Linked DNA regions of Gossypium hirsutum: all the other regions are linked to region 3. Evidence: chromatin contacts called from public Hi-C data. All regions are on one chromosome and are shown on one strand. The core of a region is the stretch at or near the end of the contact, and the rest is flanking DNA. Distances in the headings are between cores, read along the strand shown. Region 1 holds the start of LOC107926893 (U1 small nuclear ribonucleoprotein A). Region 2 holds the start of LOC107927789 (phytochrome A-associated F-box protein). Region 3 holds the start of LOC107927068 (60S ribosomal protein L22-2). Region 4 holds the start of LOC107926652.

The links. Hi-C and Micro-C count contacts between places; a contact is called where the count stands out from the background.
Region 1: a Hi-C map of leaf shows a contact between it and region 3, with 2.9 times the contacts expected there. The contact joins the promoter of LOC107926893 here to the promoter of LOC107927068 in region 3. A contact is called at or near these places in 9 of 34 Hi-C or Micro-C datasets (fibers, hypocotyl, leaf and 2 more).
Region 2: a contact with region 3 is called in a Hi-C map of leaf, with 2.4 times the contacts expected there. The contact joins the promoter of LOC107927789 here to the promoter of LOC107927068 in region 3. A contact is called at or near these places in 4 of 34 Hi-C or Micro-C datasets (leaf and petal).
Region 4: a contact with region 3 is called in a Hi-C map of leaf, with 1.6 times the contacts expected there. The contact joins the promoter of LOC107926652 here to the promoter of LOC107927068 in region 3. A contact is called at or near these places in 5 of 34 Hi-C or Micro-C datasets (hypocotyl and leaf).

What each region holds. Positions count from the first base shown.
Region 1 is chrA08:17,071,139-17,074,370 of Gossypium_hirsutum_v2.1, reverse strand. LOC107926893 (U1 small nuclear ribonucleoprotein A) reads left to right here and starts at 1,389. Exons shown (of 5, transcript XM_016857870.2): 1 at 1,389-1,731; 2 at 1,820-1,992; 3 at 2,343-2,436; 4 at 2,990-3,081. The coding sequence starts at 1,647.
Region 2 is chrA08:16,759,790-16,763,030 of Gossypium_hirsutum_v2.1, reverse strand. LOC107927789 (phytochrome A-associated F-box protein) reads left to right here and starts at 1,485. Exons shown (of 2, transcript XM_041074767.1): 1 at 1,485-3,241. It overlaps LOC107927694 (NADH dehydrogenase [ubiquinone] iron-sulfur protein 5-B), which reads left to right. Exons shown (of 2, transcript XM_016858832.2): 2 at 12-326. The coding sequence ends at 113.
Region 3 is chrA08:16,935,764-16,938,968 of Gossypium_hirsutum_v2.1, reverse strand. LOC107927068 (60S ribosomal protein L22-2) reads right to left here and starts at 1,833. Exons shown (of 3, transcript XM_016858070.2): 1 at 1,623-1,833; 2 at 1,281-1,525; 3 at 405-756. The coding sequence starts at 1,510. The coding sequence ends at 612. LOC121205551 (small nucleolar RNA SNORD14) reads right to left here and starts at 1,148; the gene lies at 1,025-1,148.
Region 4 is chrA08:17,167,830-17,171,016 of Gossypium_hirsutum_v2.1, reverse strand. It overlaps LOC107926652, which reads left to right and starts at 1,473. Exons shown (of 1, transcript XM_016857574.2): 1 at 1,473-2,343. The coding sequence starts at 1,693. The coding sequence ends at 2,220.

The DNA.
Region 1 (3,232 bases), core at 140-2,639, 140 kb before region 3:
AAGCGCTTGTGCTTGACACAAGGAAAAAAGCGCTGATGTGGAAGCGTTTTTCTGGGTTATCTCCTAAAAATGCGTCCATGTCAACGTATTTTTGTAGTTTTCGATCCATACCCGTTATTATTTTTAAAAATGGCCCATTTCTGTAAATAATTTAGGAAATAAGCCTTTATTGGTACTAAACACACTTATTAAAGTTTCAAATAAAAATTAAAAATTATCTCAGTTCAAATGGTAAATGAAAAAGTTTTATATGTATAGTGTCCATAGTTCAAATATCATTATGGATAATTTTTTATTGATTTATATAAAAAGACAAAAATACTCTCACAATCATATAATTTACTTTGGAAATAAGATAATTTTTTTAAATAATTCTCTAACTAAATTAAATTTTATTAATGAATAACACCAACTCAATAAAAAAAAATCATAGTGTTGCCAGCTACTCCACTTTGCCTTACCCAAATTTAATCCATTTTTATCAAAATCTCAAAACACTTGAATAGAGATTGCAATTGAATGACGTATTGATAATTGTCTTATCCACTTTAGTCCACTATTCTTACATGAATATCCAAATTTATCTTTATTTTTATTGATATCCACTACCTCTATAATCCTTTTACCATATTTAATTTTGTTTTGTAGTATTAATATATCAAATTAATTATTTTTCACATTGTTATATCATATTATAAGTTAAGCATGATCCAATATTTATTAGACCAAGGCATTCAACTTATTTAGCAGCTAATCAGAGAACACTTGACCTAACAACCACCTATCAATATTTGGTAATCTTGCCTAGAAGTATCCCCAACAATCAAGATTTTAGGGCCAACAAACTTACATATATAAACACGAGTTTGATTACGAAACTTCTCACCTTTTATCTTATTTCTAAATTTATATTTTATTGATATCAAATAGAATAATTACTTGTTAAAACATCAAAGTTAATTAGTTACTAATTTGAAAAAAAATATTACTTTACATTAATTACATATAATAAAATTATATTATACGTGACATTTATTTAAAATATTTTAATTATCATTTGAAAATTTTTCATCGTGATATTTGAATCAATAAATTAATGCATTTTAATTATACCCAAAAACGTTATTTTTAACGAATCATTGCAAATAATAGCATACTTTTTTTAAAAAATAATTAAATATTAGAATAAAAAATCATTTAGCTTGAAAGGAAAAAATAAAGCTTTTGATTTGATAATGAATTGATGTAAAATCTATGAAATTACTCAAAAAATTGACTTTCCAGACTTATTCCTACAGAGATTTGTGGATCCTAATTTGGGATGAGACTTGGACATGCTTATTATGTTGGTATCTTAATCTTAGAGATTAGTAGATGATTCTCGTATCTATCATTTTAATGGTTACTGTCAAAGCGAACCCTGCCCAAATACCCAAAGAGCATGGCCATTGGCCCTAATCGAGGAAAAGTGATCCATCTCAGCCCAATCTTATCTCAACCTTTCCGGATCTTCCCTGTCAACTCTTCTGCAACCGATTAGGGCAGTTTGACCCTAAAAAAAAAAAACCCAAGTTAAACCTCCGTTTTGCTCGTCTCACTCATTCATTGCTGCTTGATTGTGGTTAGAGCTTGAGCCAGGGGGAAACATGGCGGAGATTAGTCAGGATGAAGAAATTCCTCCCAATATGACATTATACATTAACAATCTCAACGAGAAGATCAAAATCGACCGTACTTATTTCAATTCTTTATTCAAATTAAAATGGATTTACATTGATTTTTTCTTCTTACTTTTTTTTTCCTTGAATGATGTTTGCAGAGTTGAAGAAATCGTTGCACGCTGTCTTTTCACAATTTGGGAAGATATTGGATGTGTTAGCATTTAAAACTCTGAAACATAAAGGTCAAGCTTGGGTTATTTTCGAGGATGTTACCTCCGCTACCAATGCTCTTGGGCGAATGCAGGGCTTTCCTTTTTACGACAAGGAAATGGTATACGCAGTATTTTTTTTTTCGAATTTTTTCTACCTCTGCATATTCGACAATTTTGTTTCTTCTGGGTTTTCAATTGATTTCTTTGTTCAGATTCTTCTTTTATATTTGACTATATTGGTTTGTTAGCCTTTTGTTGTTAGTGGAAAATGCATCAAATGACTGGGTTTCTTTTACTATGTCGAAAGTAAAAAAAAAATAAAAAATCAGAAGTATATGAAGTATTTATGGACACCAAAGTGGATTTTCTTTGTATTCCGGTGATTCATGTTAACTGTGTTCTCTGCTTCCATAAAGCATTAAAACCTTTGCTACTGTGAATAATGTATGTAACGTGCAATTATTTGCAGAGAATACAATATGCAAAGACTAAATCTGACATAATAGCAAAAGCAGATGGCTCTTTTGTCCCCCGAGAGAAGCGAAAGAGGCATGACGAAAAGGGTACTTTCCACTTTTTCTTTCACCTTTGGTTAGAAACGCTAACAATTGAGCAAGTAATATCGGTGTTGTTGCATGCCATTGTCTATGTATGTGCATGCAATTAGTATTGCTACAAATGTTGTTAATAATAGATTCTTTACTTCTACTTGGATTTATAGCCTTGAGTTTTTTAGACCTGCCTTCTAATTTTGCATGGCTTACTATTGAGATGTTGCTGATCAATTTGACATGCCCATTTAGATGCATTATAAATTGCCTTAATGTCAAAATAAATCTCCCTCCTTCAGCTCCTTCCTCTTCTGACTTTTATTTTCTTTTGCCCCACCAATTAAGTCATTAGTTTTGCCGGCATTGTTACCTTTGGTGCACATTAAGGTGTTGATGGGGAAGTAAAACTCAGCACTGAAATGTACTGTTTTTTCAGATTAAGCCTGTTTATAACCCCTATTTCTTTAACTTGTTGATAGCTCTGATCTGTGACATACAGTTTTAACTTTTTGTGTAGTGCTCTTTCTTTCACTTCTGTAGAGATTTGTATCTTGTCTAAATGTAGGAGGGAAAAAACGGAAAGAACAACTTGATCCTAATCAAGCTGCAGCAGGTTTGAATCCATCTTATGCGGGTGCTTACGGTGCAACACCTCCTGTAAGTTATATGAAATATAGTACCTTAGTATGTGATTTAAAATGTTTTTGCTCAATCTATGCTATCCAGTTGAAATTAAACTTGCTTAGTATTGCAACCATATCCTTGATATGTACTGCTCGGAAGGTTATATGTTTTAGCCTTTGCAACA
Region 2 (3,241 bases), core at 236-2,735, 180 kb after region 3:
AATTATTGCAGTTTCAGCGAAGAAATAGGATTTACAAGGAAGAGCAACGAAAAATAAGAGCTGCCGCACGAAAAGAAAAGGATGGCGGAGATGGTGTTCACCATCATGCATGATGATAATTTGTGATCATTCAAATTTCCAAGAAAAATAATGCATGGAGATTGTTGTATTTTTGTTGGATCTTTCCTATATTTCCTGTTCCTTGGAATGGAGACTGTTGTTTTGAGCCCGTGCAACAGAGGCAATGGTTAATCTTTCATCACTAGACCTGGATGTGACAGCAATATTTGCGACTTTAATTTTCAAATTCTGAGAATTTTATTTTAGTTCAGCTGGAGCATTATTGTTTAAATCGAATTAAACTGATTGGATCAGAACTGATTGGATCAGAAATTGATTGGGATACTAATTTGGAGAGAGAGATTAAACTGATTAATTTGTAAACCGGTATGAATCGATTGAATCAGCTTCAGAATTAGTTCTTTTAAAAAAAATTTCTTTTATGAATTTTTAATAATAATTTATTTAATTGAATTGATTGAACGGTAACCTATCCTGTTTTTACTATGAGCACATATCCTTGTGTGACATGGATGTCCTCCTTAGAAGCAAGCGTGGTAAAAAAAGAAAAACAGATCATATTTCTATGAGTTCATGATGATTATTCATTTTTTATATTGATTGCTTATTTATAAGGTGAGTGGAAGATTAAGGAAAAAAAGAGAGCTTATTTTAAGTTACTTTCCTCAGTTTTAAACAAAATTTTCAGAATTGAATCGGTGGTTGAATCGGTCAAGTAATTAGTTTGAGCAGTTTGATTAGTTTATATAATTTAATTACATTAATTATTAAAAAAAATTATAAAAATTAATTAAATATTGACATGTCATCCACGTGTATGTCGCTATGTCAACAAAGTTAACAGAAGCTAAATTTTTCATTCATTTTGGATGATTTGACAAAAAATGTAAATTTAAAAGTTAAAAAGATAAAAAAATTAAATGAAATTCTAAAATGATCTTTTTATATAAAGTTAAGAGGGCCAAAAATAATAATAATTATGCCTAAATTATATTATATCATGCGATAAACAAAGAGATGTAAAATTTTTATTTTGGATCAAATAAAAGAATTTTATTTATTAAATTTTGAAAGTTATAATCTTTGAAATTTTTTATAAATAATTTTTTTTTAATTTTATTTGATTGAGTTTGGATCTATTTTTTTTTTAATTTTATTATTGGCTTCAAGTGTTATTTGTAAAGAAATTAAATTTAATGGTCGTTAAAATTATAATACCTTATTTTAGGGTTTTTAAGTAAACCTAATCCCGATTTATAGGCGGTTATAATCTTAAAACTGATTTGGAGAATTAACTTTTGTATATTAATCTTAAATTTTAATAAGTTGATCATCAATTAGAAATTAGTTAACAGACTACTAGATTTAAATATTCTTTATTTTTAAAGTTGTATAACAGAAAACGATGGACCTTACGGAACACGATGGCAATGATGAAGGCAAACCAGCGAGTAGATCAACAAAGAAAGTTAGAATACGAGAAATCGAGGAAAATCAGGATGTCGCAATGGAAGCTACACAAGAAATTGGAAAATCTCTTTCTTGGAAAGACCGACTGATGGGCAGAGGGCTTTACTCGAATGAGAAAACAACAATCGCAATAGGTTTGGACGAAGATGAGGACTTTGAGTTATTGGAAGAAGACGTGGAACGTTCAACAATCGATGGCATTGCTTCGATTAAATTTTCTGATCGAATCAACCAAATCCTCATTAAACACATGGAATTCACAGTAGTAATTAAACTATTGGGGAGAAATATAGGTTATAATGCACTGCAAAACAAAGGTAAATTCGCTTTGGAAACCCTCTCAACCATTCCGGCTAATGGACGTGGAAAACGGGTATTTTCTAGCAAAATTCAAAAACTCAGAAGATTTTGAGAAGGCGTTGTGCCAAGGGCCTCGGGTTATTTTTGGTCAGTACTTAACAGTATAACCATGGACTATAGACTTCAACCCCATTCAACCGTACCCAAGCACAGTCATAGTTTGGATCTGACTTCCTAGATTACCTGGCCATATGTATAAATGGCAAGTTCTACGAGAAATCGGGGCGACGATCGGAAAAGTCGTAAAGCTTGATTTCAACACCGATAACGGTGTAAGAGGAAGATTTGCGAGGATGGCGGTTTTCGTTAATCTAGACAAACCCTTGATTTCTCATGTTATGATCAATGGTTTTACTCAACGAATCGAGTATGAACAACTCCTAATGGTGTGTTTCCAGTGTGGGCACTATGGACACACAAAAGAAATATGGCCCAAATGAGAGAAGGGATTAGAAGGATTTGGAGAAGGCAGTCCAGGAGATAAACCGAAACAGAGTCTCACCATGAGGGAAAATAAAGACGAGAACTCCAGTCGCGGTGGCTACGGCCGTGGATGCTTGTTGAAAAAAAGGCAAGAAAAACTGGCAAAGTAGGACGGAAGGTTGACGGAGGAAGCACAGCCGGGGCAGAAAGGAACTCAAGATTCCAGGTGTTGGAAACCCTAGATGACGATGGGTCTTCCAAAGCCCATGAAGAGGAAATAGAAAGTGGTACTTTACATATCCAACCAGGCCCTATCGTGTTGGGTCCAGGAAGAAAAGATGGCCCTATGCACAAGGACCAAATCTCGCACCACACTGACGGGTCAAAATTAAGAACCCAAGCTACAGACTCCTCTTAGACCAACAAAAATCCAGGCCAGAAAGGGGATATAATAAACCTACAAGGGCATTTAATTTCTAACAAAAGAGAGACCATTAATGCGGTTTCACGTAACCCAGTCCGGCAGCAAGCACTGAGTTTAGCAACAGTAACAGATGGGGTTAAACAAGATAAAGCTGGCATCGAAAATAAAATCAATTTATTTTCTGAATAAATTGCTGCAGGCTTTCAGGAGCTCCAGGTCAACAGCATCCAATCAAGTCCAATGGAAGCAACATCTAGGGCATCAAACATAGGAAGATCAGTCTCAAATTCCAGGAATGATTACAGAAAGGAATCGGACTCCTTGAGCAAAACAGAAATTCTGGAAAAATTAACTCAGGATCTTCCATCCATCCCTAATCCATCTTCAATAATTGAGTCTCCAAGCCACGACAACCATTCCAACTTAATAAATCCTGGAAAAAATATCGGAGAAACTATCAAAGATTGCCCTGCCCAATCAAGC
Region 3 (3,205 bases), core at 584-3,083:
AAAAATTCACCATTTCAACCACAATTGATAATATTTACCATCACTGGAACTGATTATTGATTATCTGCCTGGCAATCATTTCACTAAACAACACAAACATACACCCAATTCTCTGTCATGCACAAGTTACCGTAGAATTCATCATTGGCAATTCATCCCTGAATTGCTTTGAATTTGCATGCACATCATGGATAAAATTATCCACAATATATTTATACACAACATAATCATTCAATTTGGTTACATATTCCAAGGCTTTGATCTTGTCACCAATCTCTACCTTGCATAATCATCCATGAATGGATTGCATTTGCAAGTAAATCACCACTGAGAATACTTTATAGAAAATGGCACTTGCAGCCATGAGCATATCAGTGAATTGAGAGCTCTAAACAATCAACTCATGAAAAGAAATATGCATCCTTCTTTTATAGAATCTAATATATTAATACATAAACAAAAAATTTAACTATCAGCAACCAAAACTTCATTGAAAATAAAGCCAAGGGTCAAAAAGCAAACCCAAACAAGTCCAACGATTTGACACAAACAAGTTTCCTCTGAACTAATAAACCAGATAGGTAACAGAGAAAAGTAACTGAACTGATTGCTCATTCTTCCTCTTCCCCTTCATTCTCAGCAATATTGAAGTAGCGGAGTTCATAAACATTACGGTCCTTGTTGGAAGCAATCACCCGAAGCCAATCCCGGACGTTGTGCTTCTTCAAGTACTTCTTAGTCAAGTATTTAAGGTACCTAAAAACCAAGCAACCGTCAGCCAAAACTCAAATTAAAAGATGGTTCTTTGCCCTTTAAAACAAAGAACCAAATACCACAGAAAAAAGTGTACACAATCAAGGAAGAAACAATGCAAAAGAATTGTCATCATTGGTCATAAACCAAAACGCTTTATCTGTCTTTATCTAATAAAAGAAGTCATATCTTTAAAAGGATTCAATTAAAATTATAAAGCAAACAAAAAGCCATTCCCCTACTAAGTAAAGACGAGAGTATCAACTAGCAAGGCCTCAGACATCCAAGGAAGGATTAAAGCAGCAGAAGCTCTCAAGCCCGGCGAAGGCGAAAGCTCTCAGGCGGCCACTGCGAATGTTTTGAGAAACAAGCCTTAAAACTTGTCATCATCGACCTTAAATTAACCCTAAATCTAAAAGATTTCTGCCATTTTTGGTTGCTTAAGATTCAAACAAACTTTAAGATCTATATATACGAGTGGTTCAAATAATACAACCAAAAGATCAAAAGAGAAATGGAGAAAGTACCGCTTAGAGAAGTTGGAGTCAGAGGTAACGGTGATACGGGTCTTGTCGCGGGTGACAGTGACGGAGTCACCTAGAGCACCGGCTTTGCCACCAACCTTGATCCTTTCCTGAAGAAACTTCTCCAAAGAAGCGATGTCCATGATCTTATCCTCAACCGGCTTCGCACAGTCGATGGTGAAGGAGGCTCCCTTCTTCTTTCCCTTAGCTCCAGCTGCTGCACCACGACTCATCCTCACACCAACTCACTGCGTTTTCACTTGGTCAAATCAATTAAAAAGAAAAACAAGAGAAAGACTAAGACTAACAGCAGTAATAGAGGGAGAGCGAAGAGAGAGAGAGTACCTTAGCTCTGTATCTTCGTTATTGAAGACGGCGATGTCACAAATGCTTGGTGCAGAGGGTAAAGAATATATGGATTCCACACTAGGGTTTTTCAGTTTTGGAGTGTAAGAGTTGGGCTTTTTAGCTTGGCTAAGGTTTCGGCCTTTCTCTGCTTAAATGAAAAAACGGATACTGATGCGACCATCCAATGTAAAGTCAATTCTTATGGCCCAAATTATTCAGTGAATGAACCTGGATTTTAAATTGTGTAATTAATTCTAATAGTAAACGTGATATCGGTTTGGTAGGGTCGAATTTTTTTATATTTTATGAATCATCTATTATAATTTGGTTCCTCTTGATTTAGTTTTTGACTTTTTTCATATTAATTTTTTGTTTTGAATTTTTAGACTTATTTTGACAAAACATATTTTATTTTATAACTTTTAAATATTATTTAACAAAATTTTAAATTATTTTCACTATTTTAAATAAAAAATATTTATTTTTATATAATAAAAATTTAAATTATTTTATATTAAATAAAAAATAGAATTCGGTTCGGTTCCTATAACGACTCGAAATTCAATGGTGTGAGAAAATGCGATTTCAAAACCTAATTTTCATAAACCACGTCCGTAAATATTAAATAAAAATATTTTCGGGGTTATTATAAAAATATGTTGAAGTTTGACTGAACAATTTAACCGAAAATGTGATTAATTAAGCCTCAAGGACTAAATTATAAAAATTTAATTGTTATTAAATTTTAATTAACACAAGATTTGAGGACCTAAATAGAAATTAAACAAAGGTCCAAAATGGTAATTAAACCATTTTTAATTTGTTGATGGTGGATGATTATGTGAGAAACCATTAAGCTTAATTAGAAATTAAAGTTGATTATATTTAATTAAATCAAATTAATTAATTTTAATTAACTATATAAGTTAAAACTAGAGGAGAAAATAGTATCATCTCCTTCATTTCATTTATCTACCGTCCAAATAAGAAAGAAAAACCAAACGAAAGCTTTCGAAATTGTAGGTATTCAGCCATTAATTTGGTAAGTGAAATCAAGCCATTTTCTTGCAATTTTTATAGACTTGTGATCATGGAAGCTTGATTTAACTAGCTTATGTACCAATTTGGTAAATTGATAAGGTTTTGGAAAGCTTTCATTGTTGATTAATTGACGAATTAGGTTTGAAATTGATAGATTTTAAGCTTAGATTATTAAAAGGACTAAATTGTAAAGTTAATTTATCTTGTTTGTTAAGTTTGTTACATTGGGAACCAAATTGAATAAATGTAAAATCTATCATGAAATTATGTTATAAATAGAAAATATAAGGTCCCTAATGAAAATATATGAAATCAGATTTTAATCTGATGCTAGGAATCGAAGTTAAGTTTATCCTGAGTTTAGGGACTAAATTGAATAAAATTTAATATATGTGGGTTTGTATTTGGATGTGGAATGAATGAAATCTAATGTTTCTTTATTTATTGAATTATTGAATATAGCGACAACGACTTCAGGTCGTCAAAAGGGAAAGGAAAAACAAGAGACGTCGTTGAGTGATGCAAGATATCAGTTTGTG
Region 4 (3,187 bases), core at 224-2,723, 230 kb before region 3:
TATCATCATTAATAAGCGTCGAATCATGATAAACTCTAATATCACACCCATTACCAACTCTCTATTGAATTCCGATATGCACAATATGACGTGTAACAATTAAACTTTGTCAAATAAAAGATTAATTGGTAACCTCATCAGCTTCAAAAAGACTACAACTCGAAAAATATTTAGCCTTAAAGAAACGACTAACTAAACTATTTGGATTTGAAACCAATCCACAACCTGCTTTCCCAATAACGCCAAGGTAAAACAATAAAAGTCTATAAATCCTATGTCGCCCCACTTCTTAGGGACGCATAGACGATCCCACATCGTCCAGTGAACTCCTTTACGACAATTTCAACTAGAACCCCCACCAGAACAAGTTCAACATTCTATGCAACTTAGCACATAAAGGCACAAGCAACAAAAACACACTCATGTTATACACGAGAACACATTGAGTAACATTCTTTATCAAGACCTTTTTACCTACCCAAGACAATAGCTTATTTTGCCAATGAAAAATGCATTTACTAATATGCTTCTTGATAAAAGCAAAGGCTTGCCACTTGTTACGACCCACCAACGAAGGAAGCTCGAGATAACGCCTATGATCAATAGGGCTATTAATGCCCAACATAGATTTAACCGAATCTTGAATGGTGCCACTAGTGTTTGAACTAAACATGATTCCTGACTTCACAAAGTTAATTGCTAGTCCTGACGTCGTCTCACAGAGTATCTCCTTACCACTGTACATTCAGAATCAGTGGCCCAAAAGAGCAAAAAATTGTCATTAGTAAATAAAGTGAGAAATATTGAGACATCGTTTACAACTAATATACCATGCAATTCACCTTGTGATTTTGAAGATGGTGTTATTTTATTCTCTAATAATTGATAAATAAATAAAATGTAAATCAACGAAATATAAATTATTTTGAAAAAAAATGTTTTTAAGGGTTAATTCTATAAAAGGTTTTCAAACTATCATTCAAATTTTAAATGAATTCTTAAACTTTAAAATATTATAATTGAATTCTTAAAATATTAATATTGTATCAATTAAATCTTTCTATAAGACTAATTATTAATTTGTTTATTAAATGCTACAATGAAGCACATTGAAAACACACAAATTAAATTCTACTCATTTTATAAACAAATTGAATCTAAAATATGAAAAGGGGCGTATCATTAAAATTTAAAAGGATTTATTTTATTTTATTTCTCAAAGAATCTGTTGGAATAAGTCTAGTAATTAATCATCAGTATTCTGTAGGTCTATTAAAGATAGATACTAAAAGAATTTTTTTTACATATTAAATAATGTAGTAATACATGATGTATTTTAAATGTAAAATGGACTTAAAAAATTTGATTAATATAATATTGATTATTAAATGATTAATATAATTAGCCAATTAACCCTGTTAAGCGTACACAAAGAATAATAGCTTAGTCACCGCTTCAGAAATTTGCGTCCCGATTTGTCTCATTTCCGGTTAACAACGTGCTCCAAGACAGCCAAATACCATGTGGCCCTTTCCTCCCTTAAAGTCAATCATTACTCATCACTCATCACTCATCACTCATTACTCATTAACCAAAGCGGCCAACCCCCCGACACGCACTCGGTAACAAGGCATCTCCTTTCCCCTCTTCTTCCTCCACTGTCCTCTTTCGCTGCCTAACCCAAACAAAGCAATGGCTTTCCTTCCGCCCACCGCCACTTTCACAGCCGCCCTCCTCCTCCTCTTCCTCCACACCCCACTGGCCACGTCATCCCCCCTCAACCTCACCGGCGACTCCCTTTCACCCTACGAAGTCCTCCAAGGCTACAACTTCCCCGTTGGGCTTCTCCCCCAAGGCGTCTTAAAGTACAAATTAGATGAATCCACCGGTCGGTTCCATGCCTACTTAGAGGGTTCGTGTAGCTTCTCACTGGAAGGGTCTTATCAACTCAAATACAAATCCACGATCAGCGGGATCATCTCCAACAACAGGCTCAAAAACCTGAGTGGGATCAGTGTCAAGATCCTGTTTTTATGGCTCAACATCGTGGAGGTTGTTAGAGATGAAGATGAGCTGGAATTTTCGGTGGGGATTGCATCTGCTAGCTTTCCTATTGACAACTTTTACGAGTGCCCACAGTGCGGCTGCGGATTGGATTGCGCTAATAGTAATGGGAAAGTAAGCAAACTTAGAATTAAGTCTTCTTTTCCTTCAATTTAGAGGAATTTGTGGGGGTAGAATAAATTAACTACAGAGGTTCATGAAAAACGGATTTGTATGAACCTTGGTTTAAATTGAATTGGGTTTTTAGTTAATCGAAATTGATGGACTCAACTTTTTTAATGGGTTTAGACCTTGAACTCATATTTATTTGTTGCTGTTTATGTGGTTGGTATTGGTTTCATCCTTTAAATGCTTGGTTTAGGGAAGAACTGATCAACCACACGTTAGTGATATGAGCAAGATAAAGCAAGATAATGTAGAATAGGTTAAAACATTAGTGCAACCCTTATTAATGCTACGAGCCAGATAGTTTAGAATGCTAAGACCATGTTAAACAGATCCCCATCCTGTTATTCTGCATTCTACTATAGAAGTTATTCACAAGATCATGTACTCTAAACAACTTCGGAACAGTGATTTCCTGTAACTATTAAGCTATGTTGATAAGATTCGTGGCTAAGCATCAAATATCGGGTATGAGTACAACACAGGCAGGTTGATGTTTTTCTAGTCTTTTTTCAGATATATATACTTCTAGGTTGATCTTAGTATCCTTATGTATCTGATATTTCAAGAAAAATGAAGAGTTGGAATGAGGTAAAGAGGGCAGAATGGAGGACTATAGCAGAGATCGCAATAGCAAATGCTGTGGGAACTGAAGTAGTCATTGAGGACTGGGGATAAGTAATATGTGGAAGTGAGAATTGTAATCAGAGCTTAGAATCACTATCCAAACTCGTTAAAACTTTTAAAGTGCTATTTTGAGACTATCTATATGAACTTAACAGTATGGAACTATAGGAAAGATCTTTGTTACGCATTCTGCAGACACCCTGTAGCAGAAAACTTCAATGGGAAAAATTGTCTTTTTAAGTTGCTTGCTATGAAGTTTTTTATTGCCTAGAAAATTCTCTTAGCTTCAATATCTATAGAAGACTGCATATCCTGAGTAGTGATAGTTATA